3 separate regions of the Mus musculus genome follow, and all the other regions are linked to region 2. A link is a contact called in public HiChIP or PLAC-seq data. All regions are on one chromosome and are shown on one strand. Each heading gives the region's core, a stretch centred on a gene start, on an enhancer-like site or on the middle of the called end of the contact. The rest is flanking DNA. Distances are from core to core; before and after follow the strand shown. Region 1 overlaps Arnt2 (aryl hydrocarbon receptor nuclear translocator 2). Region 2 overlaps Cemip (cell migration inducing protein, hyaluronan binding). Region 3 overlaps Arnt2 (aryl hydrocarbon receptor nuclear translocator 2).

Region 1 (2,800 bases), core at 28-2,527, 420 kb after region 2:
TTCGTCATCGAAGTCCATTCTGGAAAGTCAAAGGCACAGGTAAGAACTAGTTATAACTCTCAGAGGACTCTAATTGGTTACATGAGCTGTGAACGCAGGGGAGTCTTCACCCCATCACATCGCTATGCAATGCTTCCAATTTTCACCCCATCACATCGCTGCTCAATGCTTCCGACCTTTGGCCATGCTAAACAGTATCCGCAGAGTCTCAAGAGAAAAAAATTACAAACAAAAGGTCTCCAGTACACTCACTATTAGTTCTCTGGTCAGAAATAGGAATACTCAAGTGTCAACTTGTCCCCCTTTGACGCTTCTCAGGTCACCAATGGATGACTCAGGCCATGTTGTGTGAAGGCATCAATGTTTCTTGTCTGCCATCATCCCTGGAGTATGTGGGTCCATCCACATCATGTATTCTATACCAGCACTTAATTTCTTACTTTTATGGTATATTGCTCAAGGGATTTGGAAGACAGTAAGTTCAAAGGGCGATGACATAATATCAGGGGACAGTGAAGCTGTCTGAGAATACTGCTTGTGACTTGGTGAGTCTCTACCAACCTCAGGGCAAAGGTCCTTCAAGAAAACCAGCCTGTTACACCCAGGATCAAACAGGCTGTTGAGGAGGAAATGGGCCTTTGATACCAAAATCACTGAAGCTGGTTGTCTGCTCGTTGAAGCTCACAGAATTACTCTTGAGATTCTTCTCTGCTGGGCCTCCCCTTGTTAATATCAATGTTTTGGTGAATTCTTACTGAACTAACACTCCAAATGATCCTTCTTAAAGGCCCAAGTGCTTCTGATGTCAGCACACACAGGTTGGAAGATGTTAGGGCAGAGGGGAACATAACCATGATCAAGTGCACCCAGAGTTTCTGCGGTAGGAAATGAGCAGTCAGCATGGCTCTTGAGTGTGGCATCCATCTGCAGACCCTATATCACCCTGCTTGTTTTTAGTAGGCCTGAAGGATTTGGTGAGATATAGTCTCATGATCCAAGCAGGAGAGAGGCTGGCTGCCTGACTGGAGGTCTGAGGAATTCCATGTTTTAGCAGTTTATTATGAGAATGGAGAATACCCAGTGAGATTCGGCTCAAACAATAAACAAGCAGAGAATGAAGTATGTGCCAGAAGACCACAGTTACAGAGGCCACACCTTCTGGTCCCTCATAGGGAGGGTGAACTTCATTTCCTAGTCTTTGAGGGATTGAATAAGTGACCCAGGAAATGCATGGGGCACCCAGGCCACCAGGAGGCAGTCATGTTACACATAAAGAGCATACTTGTCCACATACCTCAAGATGAGCCCCAGTGAGATGTGTGGCTAAGCAAGAACTCGAGGGACCTAGGAACTAGGATCAGATACGGCAAAATGAAGGGAATGAGGACAGCTTTTGCATGTCTTTGCTCTGGATTATATGCAGTGCAGCCTGAGTTGACATGTCCAGAATTCCCTGACGGGATCCCTCATCCACTTAGATCCTTGGTCCTCAAAACCCAACTGTCCTCACAACAAAAATGGCAGTTGTGATGAAAGAAATTCCTCTGTACAAAGAGGAACGGAGATGGACAGGATGAAGGGAAAAGACAGAAGACCACATGCATGTCACCCGCGAGATGACCATGTATCGCTCTCCACAGCATGGCTTTGGAAGTTCAGCCCTGGGCCAGAGCTGTCTACAGGACAAATGGAGCTGAATGTGGGAATTCTAAATAAAGAAAGCTCATTAATATCCTGTATAATTACTAAGCTATCATCTCACCTTCCTGGAAATTGCCTGTGGAAAATAACCACCAAAAATGTTTAACTGAGGTCAGTTGCATTTTTGCAGAGCCACACTGCCACCTAGTGCTTGTAAAGGGAAAGATCACCTTTTCTGCCTTCATAAACTACCTACGTTTTCAAAATTCCAAATGATTTGTGCCTGGATTCATCAAAACCGTAAATAGGTGTAATATACACAGTTATTTTTAAAATCCCATTCAGTTCAATTTGATATCACAGCTTCTGTAACATTGAGAGAGAGAGAGAGAGAGAGAGAGAGAGAGAGAGAGAGAGAGAGAGCAGAGCACGCTCGAGAAAGAGCAAGCTCTTCCACTCTTGCGTTTGCCTGTGGAGATAGAGGACATGTGAGAGATTAGGCTTTCTCCTTCTATCTGTGGATATGGTTATGTAACTTAGGTCATTAGGCATGGCAGCAAGTGCCCATACCACTGAGCCATCTCAAGGGCCTTTGATAGGATTATAATAAATAAGCAAACTCCTACAAAACATAACTGACTAGTTGGCCCTCAATCCAGGCCTAAAGATCAATGAGATGCTTGGAGTGACCAAGGGCAGGTCTTCTTGGACTCCAGGACTTTGGTGCTGAAACAGTCACAAGCAAGTCAGGATAGTTTGTCATCCTCATTTTGACAGAGTTTTCTTTACTCAATACCCTACAGAATAGATATAGGAAGAACTGAGTGGTGTAGTAAAGGGTTCCAGCCCTGCTAGGCAAGCTTCGGATCAGGCCAGCATCAGGTGAAAGAAAAGGGTGGTCTAGATCCTGAGTCTACTGGAGTTCATTGGAAACCTGGAGTCATGACTTGTATATGAAAAATTAAAGACCAAGAAACTATGGCTCCTACCTGAGAACGTGTGCAATCATACTGTGTAACATGGAGAGAAGCTATACCCAACACCTATAAGTGTGTATACAATCATACACATGTAGAATGGAGAGAAACAGTACCTTCCCACCCACGAGTATGTATGCAATCACATACATACAGCATAGAGAGAAACTACCCCTGCCACT
Region 2 (3,051 bases), core at 143-2,642:
CCTTCCTTCCTTCCTTCCTTTCTCCCTTCCTGATTTTTTCTTTGTTTTGTTTTGAGACAGGGTGCCACTATGAGCCCTGGCTGGCCTGGAATTTACTATGTAGACCAGGATGCCCTCAAAACTCATAGAGATCTGCTATGTATACTCCAGCCATCTATACCCAGAGACCCGTCCACGCAGACAAAGGGACCCAGAGGGTCTGCGACAGAGATCCACCTGTTTCTGCCTCCTGAAAGCTGGTATTACAGGCTTACATTATCATTGTCCAGCTAATATGTACTTCTTAATTCAGATCATTTCAACACTGTTTGGTATAAAAAGCCAATAGGAAGGTGATGATGGAGAAAGACAAGGCAGCTGGAAGGGAGCAAAGAAGGAATCAGACTGGGGGCTGGAGGAAAGAGGAGGTAGCAGCCATCAAAAGACAAAGCCGTCACGAGTGCTGGACAGCAGGGAGACTTGGAGACCTGATGCAGTGGCTCTACTTGGGAGCTCATAAGGACCGGGCAGCCTTCACACAGCAGGCCTTCTGACCTATAAGCTTCCTTCCCACAAGACCACATCTGACTTCATAGGAACAGTGACCATGCCCAGCATTAGGCTCCCAGTGGGGCCCATATTCTCTCTCTTTCTTTTTCTCTTCCTGTCTTCCTTTTTGTGTGTTGTGTGTTTTGTGTGTTGTGTGTTTTGGGTGTTGTGTGTGTGTCGAGGCCTGAGGATGGATGTTAGGCATCCTGCTCTTTCACCCTCCGAGGTATTCTCTTGATCCAGAGACTCTCACTGAACCTTCTGCTAAGCTGGGAGTCCTGCACAGTGCCCCGTCTCTGTCTCCCACAGGCTACAGGCACAGGTGTGGCCCCTGGCTAGCTTTTTATACTTGTTCTGGGATCTGAGCTCTCATCCCACATGTGCAAGAAGCATGGAATCCATATGTGTATTTTAGTGGTTTCTGTGGAAGGCACTGAGCGTTGTGCCACCCAACATCCTTTCAGCTTCAGGAAGAGTGAGGCACAGTTTGAGAGCATTCTGGGAAGGACACTGTGTAGTTGTTGCATTTCCAGAATGGCTCTGTTATGTGTCACCACCCTCTCTGGTTAGGCAAGATCTGCCTGCCTGATTTTGTCAATGGGAGACTGAGCAGCTACACATTATCTGGGAGGGCTTCCTAGAGTGGTTGCTCAGGAGGGCACATTATCTGGGAGGGCTTCCTAGAGTGGTTGCTCAGGAGGGAAGGGGGCAGGAGCCAGAAGAACCCAATTTGCAAAAGTTGAGCTGGGAAGTCTGTTCTTCCTCCCTTGGGCTGCTTTTAGCCCCCAGTGCTAAGAAAACAGCCTTTGTGGTGGCAGACTCATGCTGGGCCAGACATGGGGAGTGAGCACCACCCTCAGAACAGAAACAGGGCAGGAGCTGCACGGGGTTTCTAACTCCCATCTCAGTGGAATTCTGTAACCACAGACCACAGTCCAGACATGGAAAAACTGTATGGGATTCTGAAACTTGCTATTACCCCCGATTTTGTCCCACAGGGAGCAGAAGGAAGGCTGTCAGCAGGCAAAGGGCTAGTGCACAGTAAGGACCAATCCAAGGGGTGTGGGGAGGCTGTCTTGGGCTCTTTAAGAAGACTAAAAGGAGGAGGCCCAAGGGATTGGCAAGGTGAGGCCCATTAATGAGAAAGGATTCATTGCTAACACATCCTTGGGGTGGATCCAGGCTCTGTTCCCAAGAGGACATTTCCCCACTGTTCAGACAAGAAGAAACACTGAAGGCCTATGGCTGAACTAGTGAACTCAAAGGAAGGTCACATACTCGGGGTGGCATCAGGGACAGGGAGATGGGCTTGCTTATCATATAGCTTCCTGGTATGATTTAGGCTATAGACTCTCTGTCTGGCACATTATCCTCTTGACCATTTAGTCCCTATGCCTCCTGACATAATCTCCCACAGGTGGAAGGTCAGAGGGGGTTTCCAGAGCTCTCCACAGTGTCTGAGGTATGAGTGGCTGGGATCCTATGGCCAGTAGTGGTCCTGTGGATGGATGGGGGAGGGAGGGATAAGGGCCAGGCTGGGTTGGAACCACAGAACAGAAGCACCTCTCCCTCCCACTCAATTGCTGCTTCCCAGGAGGCCAGGGAGGGGTTAGTGGTACCCATTCCTGTCTGTGTATCCACTGCCAGCCTAAGTCTGACTCAGACCATCCTTACTTCTCCTAGGGATGTGCAAGGGCTGTAAAGAACTCCACACAACTCCGAACAGAACTCTGGGAGCTATTTCTTACTCTAAGCTTCTGTGATCTGCTTCATTTCAAGAAATGGCCCATGGCCAAAAAGCGCCTGAAACCCACTGATCTCTAGATGAATAATGTGCATTCCCAACTTAGAAAGTCAGAGTCTTCTGTTTGAATCTTCACTTGAGAGCTAGAGTGTGGGGCTGGGGTCCTCACTCAGTCATTAAGGGGTTATTGTCTTGCAAACACAAGGACCCAAGTTTGATACCCAGAATCCAGAACGTAAAATAAAGCCAGGTATGGTGGATGCACCTGTGTTTGTAATCTCAACAACAGGGTAGTGGAGACAAGCATCAGATCCTGAGGCTGGCCAGCCTTGATGACTTCCAGGCCACTGAGAGACCTTTTCTCAAAAAACAAGTGCCTGAAGAATGACACCCAGGGTTGTTTGTCTTCTGGCTTCCACCAGCATGCATACATACCCCTGTACACATGTACACATTTACTTCCACACACATACATGCAAATATAGCTGAGTGTGGGAAGAACAGATACAGCACGTGACCGAGCAAAACCTATTCTCCAGAATCACACACACAGTCAGTCCCAGCCCCTCCCAACCCCCAAGAGTGCATCCTGAAGGTCCTTGTATCCACTCATTAACAATTTACTAAGCACCTAGGGGTGACAGGTGCCACATGAATCACACAAGCTTTCCACTAGCTTGTGGCTCCAGAGAGATTTCCACACCCACATTGTAGTTGAGAGACTGAACATGTATAAGTAAGTCTATTGTGGAGTCAACATCAGGAAGCCTGATTCCTTG
Region 3 (3,055 bases), core at 550-3,049, 390 kb after region 2:
GGGGATCAGAGATGGCAGAGGGTGCCAGGGATGGAACATCCCTGTTGGAAAGAGCTCTGAGCTGCACAAAAGGTGATGCTAGCAGATAAAGAGCTCCAAGGTGTGGGAAAGCTGGGACAGGGCTCTGAGAATGGACAAAAAGGTCCTGCTGGCTGGAGCTTGGAGACACAGACGCTGCAGGTAGGCTGGAGTCACTGTAGAACACACTGGCAGGAAAGGGCTTAGTCTTCACTGTCAACCTGACTGGATTCAAACTCACCGGAGAGGCACATCTGTGAGGGTGTTTCCAGAGAATTTTGACTGGGAGAGAAGGTCTACCCTGAGAGTGGATGGTATTCCATTCACCCAACGAGGAAACCAGACTAAGCAAAAATGGAAAAAGGAAGAAGCTAGCTAACCAGCCTTCCCTCTTTCTGCTCCCTGACTGTGGACCTGGTAACATCAGCACTCCTCATTCCTACCTTTCTTTTATGACGAACCATATCTCTCCTTAACCCATGAACCAAAGTAAACCTTTCTTCCTTTGCACTGCTTCTGTCAGGTATTCCCTCATAGAGATGAGAAAATCAAGTAAAATCAGCTGAGAAGGCAGTGATGGCTCATGCCTTTGATGCGAGCATTCAGGAGGCAGACACAGGCAGATCTTCAAATCTGAGAGTAGCCTGTTCGTCAACAGATCCAGTTTCAGGATGGTCAGAGCTACACACAGAAACACACCCCCTTCCCTACCTCTCTTTCTCCTCCCTCTTCCCCTGTCCCAGGCATGTGCTTCTTATTGCCCCATTCACACCTTCACATTGTTGACAATAGATAGTGAGTTTGCCTTGCAAAGGCCAGAGCATAAGACCAGAGTAAAATCTCTGAACTTCCTGGGGAAGTTAACATGATTTGCCCTTTAACATATATGTATGAGGTATGTTTTAGAAGCAAAACTTTGTAACTTGAGCATTCATATCCAATCTATAAGAAATGGCTGCTGGGGAGAAGGGATGACTGGTAGCCATAGTCCTATCCTCTCAGCGAGCAATGCACCATTACGGTTGACAGGTAGAACTGTGGTCCATATTAGGAACAGGTTGGTGGAGAACCACACTGCTCATCCTTCTCTTGATGATCACAGGATATGGTGCTGAGGTCTGGCTTAGACTCCAGTCTGTAACAATGGAGTAACCAAAGAAAGAAGCTCTGGTGAGGTTGATCAGGACTGGCAAACAGCCAGTGATGGCCCCTGTCCCACTGACACTCAAAAGGAGCTTTCCTGCCAAGCAGTTTGGTTTGTATTGTCTGCCCTCTGTCCCTCACCCTCCATCTGGGAAAGGCGCTAATGAGGTGTTAATTAGCAAGAAGCAGGCAGTAGATGGCAAAAGAGAGCAGTGGCAGTCTGCAAAGAGCATCAGAGAGCAATCATCCCATAAGCAAAGTACAGGCTAGACTTTGGGGACATCTCTACCAAGGGGCTGGGAGCACCAAGGGAACAGACCATGCCACCTTTACCACCTCAGCAGCTGAGCCCCTCAACTCTCAGCAGAGCCCCATAACTCTTTCCTGCATTTGAATTCCAAGCATAATGTGGAATTAGAGGGGTGCCTCCTGCTGCAGCCTGCTGCTCTGCTACTCATTATAAAATCATCACCTCACAGTTCCCCCATGGCTGGCACCTCTTCTGCTATTTAATCTTTAGACAAGAGAACAAATTCCTCATCCTGTTTAGAATATCTTGGAGTGTGAGTTAAAGAAATACATTCCTCTTGGGGGATCATGCTACAAAAATGCCAGAAATGTGAGCCTGAGGGTTTTCATTTCAAGGGTAAATGATTGTTCATCCAGGGCTGAAGACAGTCAGGCTGATGGACGGCAGGAGGGCAGACTGCTAAGGCATTTGAAAAGGCAACTTCAGGTCTGGACTTCTTTCCTTCATGATTTGCTAATGACATGATTAAAAATATCAAAATACCAGGAAAACCTACACCCATGAAGAAGAACAGTGGGAGGTAATTAGATCAGACAGAGACTAAAGAATTTCTGGGAAAAAAAGTGTACCTGGGATGGAATGGGTATAGGAATGAGCTTCAGTGTGGTTTGACAAATATAGTTGGCAACCTCTCTATGTTCATGCATTTCACATCTGCAGATTCTATGCATCACAGGTCAAAGATACTCAAAGAAATGCATCTGCACTGGTCATGGGCACACTTAATTTTCCTACCATTACCTCTAAACAACACAGCATAGTTACTGTTTACAGAGTATGTCAGTCTGTTTTCTGTCATTATAACAAATACGCTGGAATTCTTCAACTTATAAGAAGATGGAATTGTTTAAGTTCATCGTTTGGGTTTTCTTTCTCTCCGCCCTGTGTTTGGTTCTGTGGCAGTCCATCATAGCAGGAGTGCATGTTGAAGAACCCATTCACTTAGTAGTTAAGAAAATAAAGACTTTCCATCCACAGTATTCTTAAGACTTCCCACTGGGCCCCCAGTCTTAAAGGTTCTACGAACTTCCAACATGCAGTGTAAGCTTTAACACATGCACATTTGAGGGACATTTATGATCCATACTCACATTGCATTTATATTGTATTGGATTTAATAAACCACCTATAGGTGATGTAGAGTAAAGGGAGGATGTGTGCAGACTACAGACCTCCTTGTAGGGCATTTGAGCATCCCCACTGTGGTCCCTAATCTGACTGACCTCAGAGGCTCACAGGTGACTCTATGAAGGAATTGCATGCCAGGGAAGGAAGTAAAGGAGTCTAACCTTACACTCCAAACAGGAGAAGGAAAAAAGGGAGTCGGGAAGCAGAGGCCTAGGTTTGCCAGCTGAGTTGATAAGGTAAGGAGGAAAGGTTCTCTGAGTCGTGTCTGAGGGCAGGGCTCAAGTAAGAGGAGTGGATGAGGAGCCTGTCCCCTGAAAGGGACCTGGACCAACGTATACACCTGTCTGTCACTGAAGCCCCTAGACACTTGCCCCCAGAACTTAAAAAAAAGGTCAATCTTGTTAAACATTAGAAATGTAGGTTGCATGAATAGAGGAAGAAGGAATACTCAGTACA

Evidence for each region. HiChIP or PLAC-seq counts read pairs in DNA pulled down with a chosen protein or histone mark.
Region 1: a contact with region 2 is called in a CTCF HiChIP or PLAC-seq map of the NIH/3T3 cell line, with 9 read pairs. The contact joins two enhancer-like sites. A contact is called at or near these places in 3 of 15 datasets of contacts at CTCF or cohesin (the NIH/3T3 cell line and large pre-B cells), 14 of 484 Hi-C or Micro-C datasets (the 3T3-L1 cell line, 3T3-L1-derived adipocytes, the 63-12 cell line and 11 more), 3 of 115 datasets of contacts at active chromatin or transcription factors (the NIH/3T3 cell line, double positive thymocytes and embryonic fibroblasts) and 1 of 9 other capture datasets (embryonic stem cells).
Region 3: a contact with region 2 is called in an H3K27ac HiChIP or PLAC-seq map of embryonic fibroblasts, with 5 times the contacts expected there. The contact joins two enhancer-like sites. A contact is called at or near these places in 7 of 39 promoter capture datasets (the C10 cell line, cranial neural crest, frontonasal cranial neural crest and 4 more), 1 of 15 datasets of contacts at CTCF or cohesin (the NIH/3T3 cell line), 1 of 484 Hi-C or Micro-C datasets (trophoblast stem cells), 4 of 115 datasets of contacts at active chromatin or transcription factors (the NIH/3T3 cell line, embryonic fibroblasts, fibro-adipogenic progenitors and 1 more) and 1 of 9 other capture datasets (embryonic stem cells).

What each region holds. Positions count from the first base shown.
Region 1 is chr7:84,354,549-84,357,348 of GRCm38.p6, forward strand. Arnt2 (aryl hydrocarbon receptor nuclear translocator 2) reads right to left here. Exons shown (of 19, transcript NM_007488.3): 3 at 1-19. Among named protein-coding and RNA genes, the nearest start is that of Gm30873, 19 kb to the left of the region's middle. Within about 2 kb of position 1,278, at least 26 of the 459 cell types and tissues checked have an H3K27ac peak or open chromatin away from gene starts, as enhancers often do. A contact at or near this core is called in the NIH/3T3 cell line, where this site is marked.
Region 2 is chr7:83,938,114-83,941,164 of GRCm38.p6, forward strand. All of the region lies in intron 27 of Cemip (cell migration inducing protein, hyaluronan binding), which reads right to left. Among named protein-coding and RNA genes, the nearest start is that of Gm30440, 31 kb to the right of the region's middle. Within about 2 kb of position 1,393, at least 27 of the 459 cell types and tissues checked have an H3K27ac peak or open chromatin away from gene starts, as enhancers often do. A contact at or near this core is called in the NIH/3T3 cell line and embryonic fibroblasts, where this site is marked.
Region 3 is chr7:84,327,707-84,330,761 of GRCm38.p6, forward strand. All of the region lies in intron 5 of Arnt2 (aryl hydrocarbon receptor nuclear translocator 2), which reads right to left. Among named protein-coding and RNA genes, the nearest start is that of Gm25790, 5.8 kb to the left of the region's middle. Within about 2 kb of position 1,800, at least 46 of the 459 cell types and tissues checked have an H3K27ac peak or open chromatin away from gene starts, as enhancers often do. A contact at or near this core is called in the NIH/3T3 cell line and embryonic fibroblasts, where this site is marked.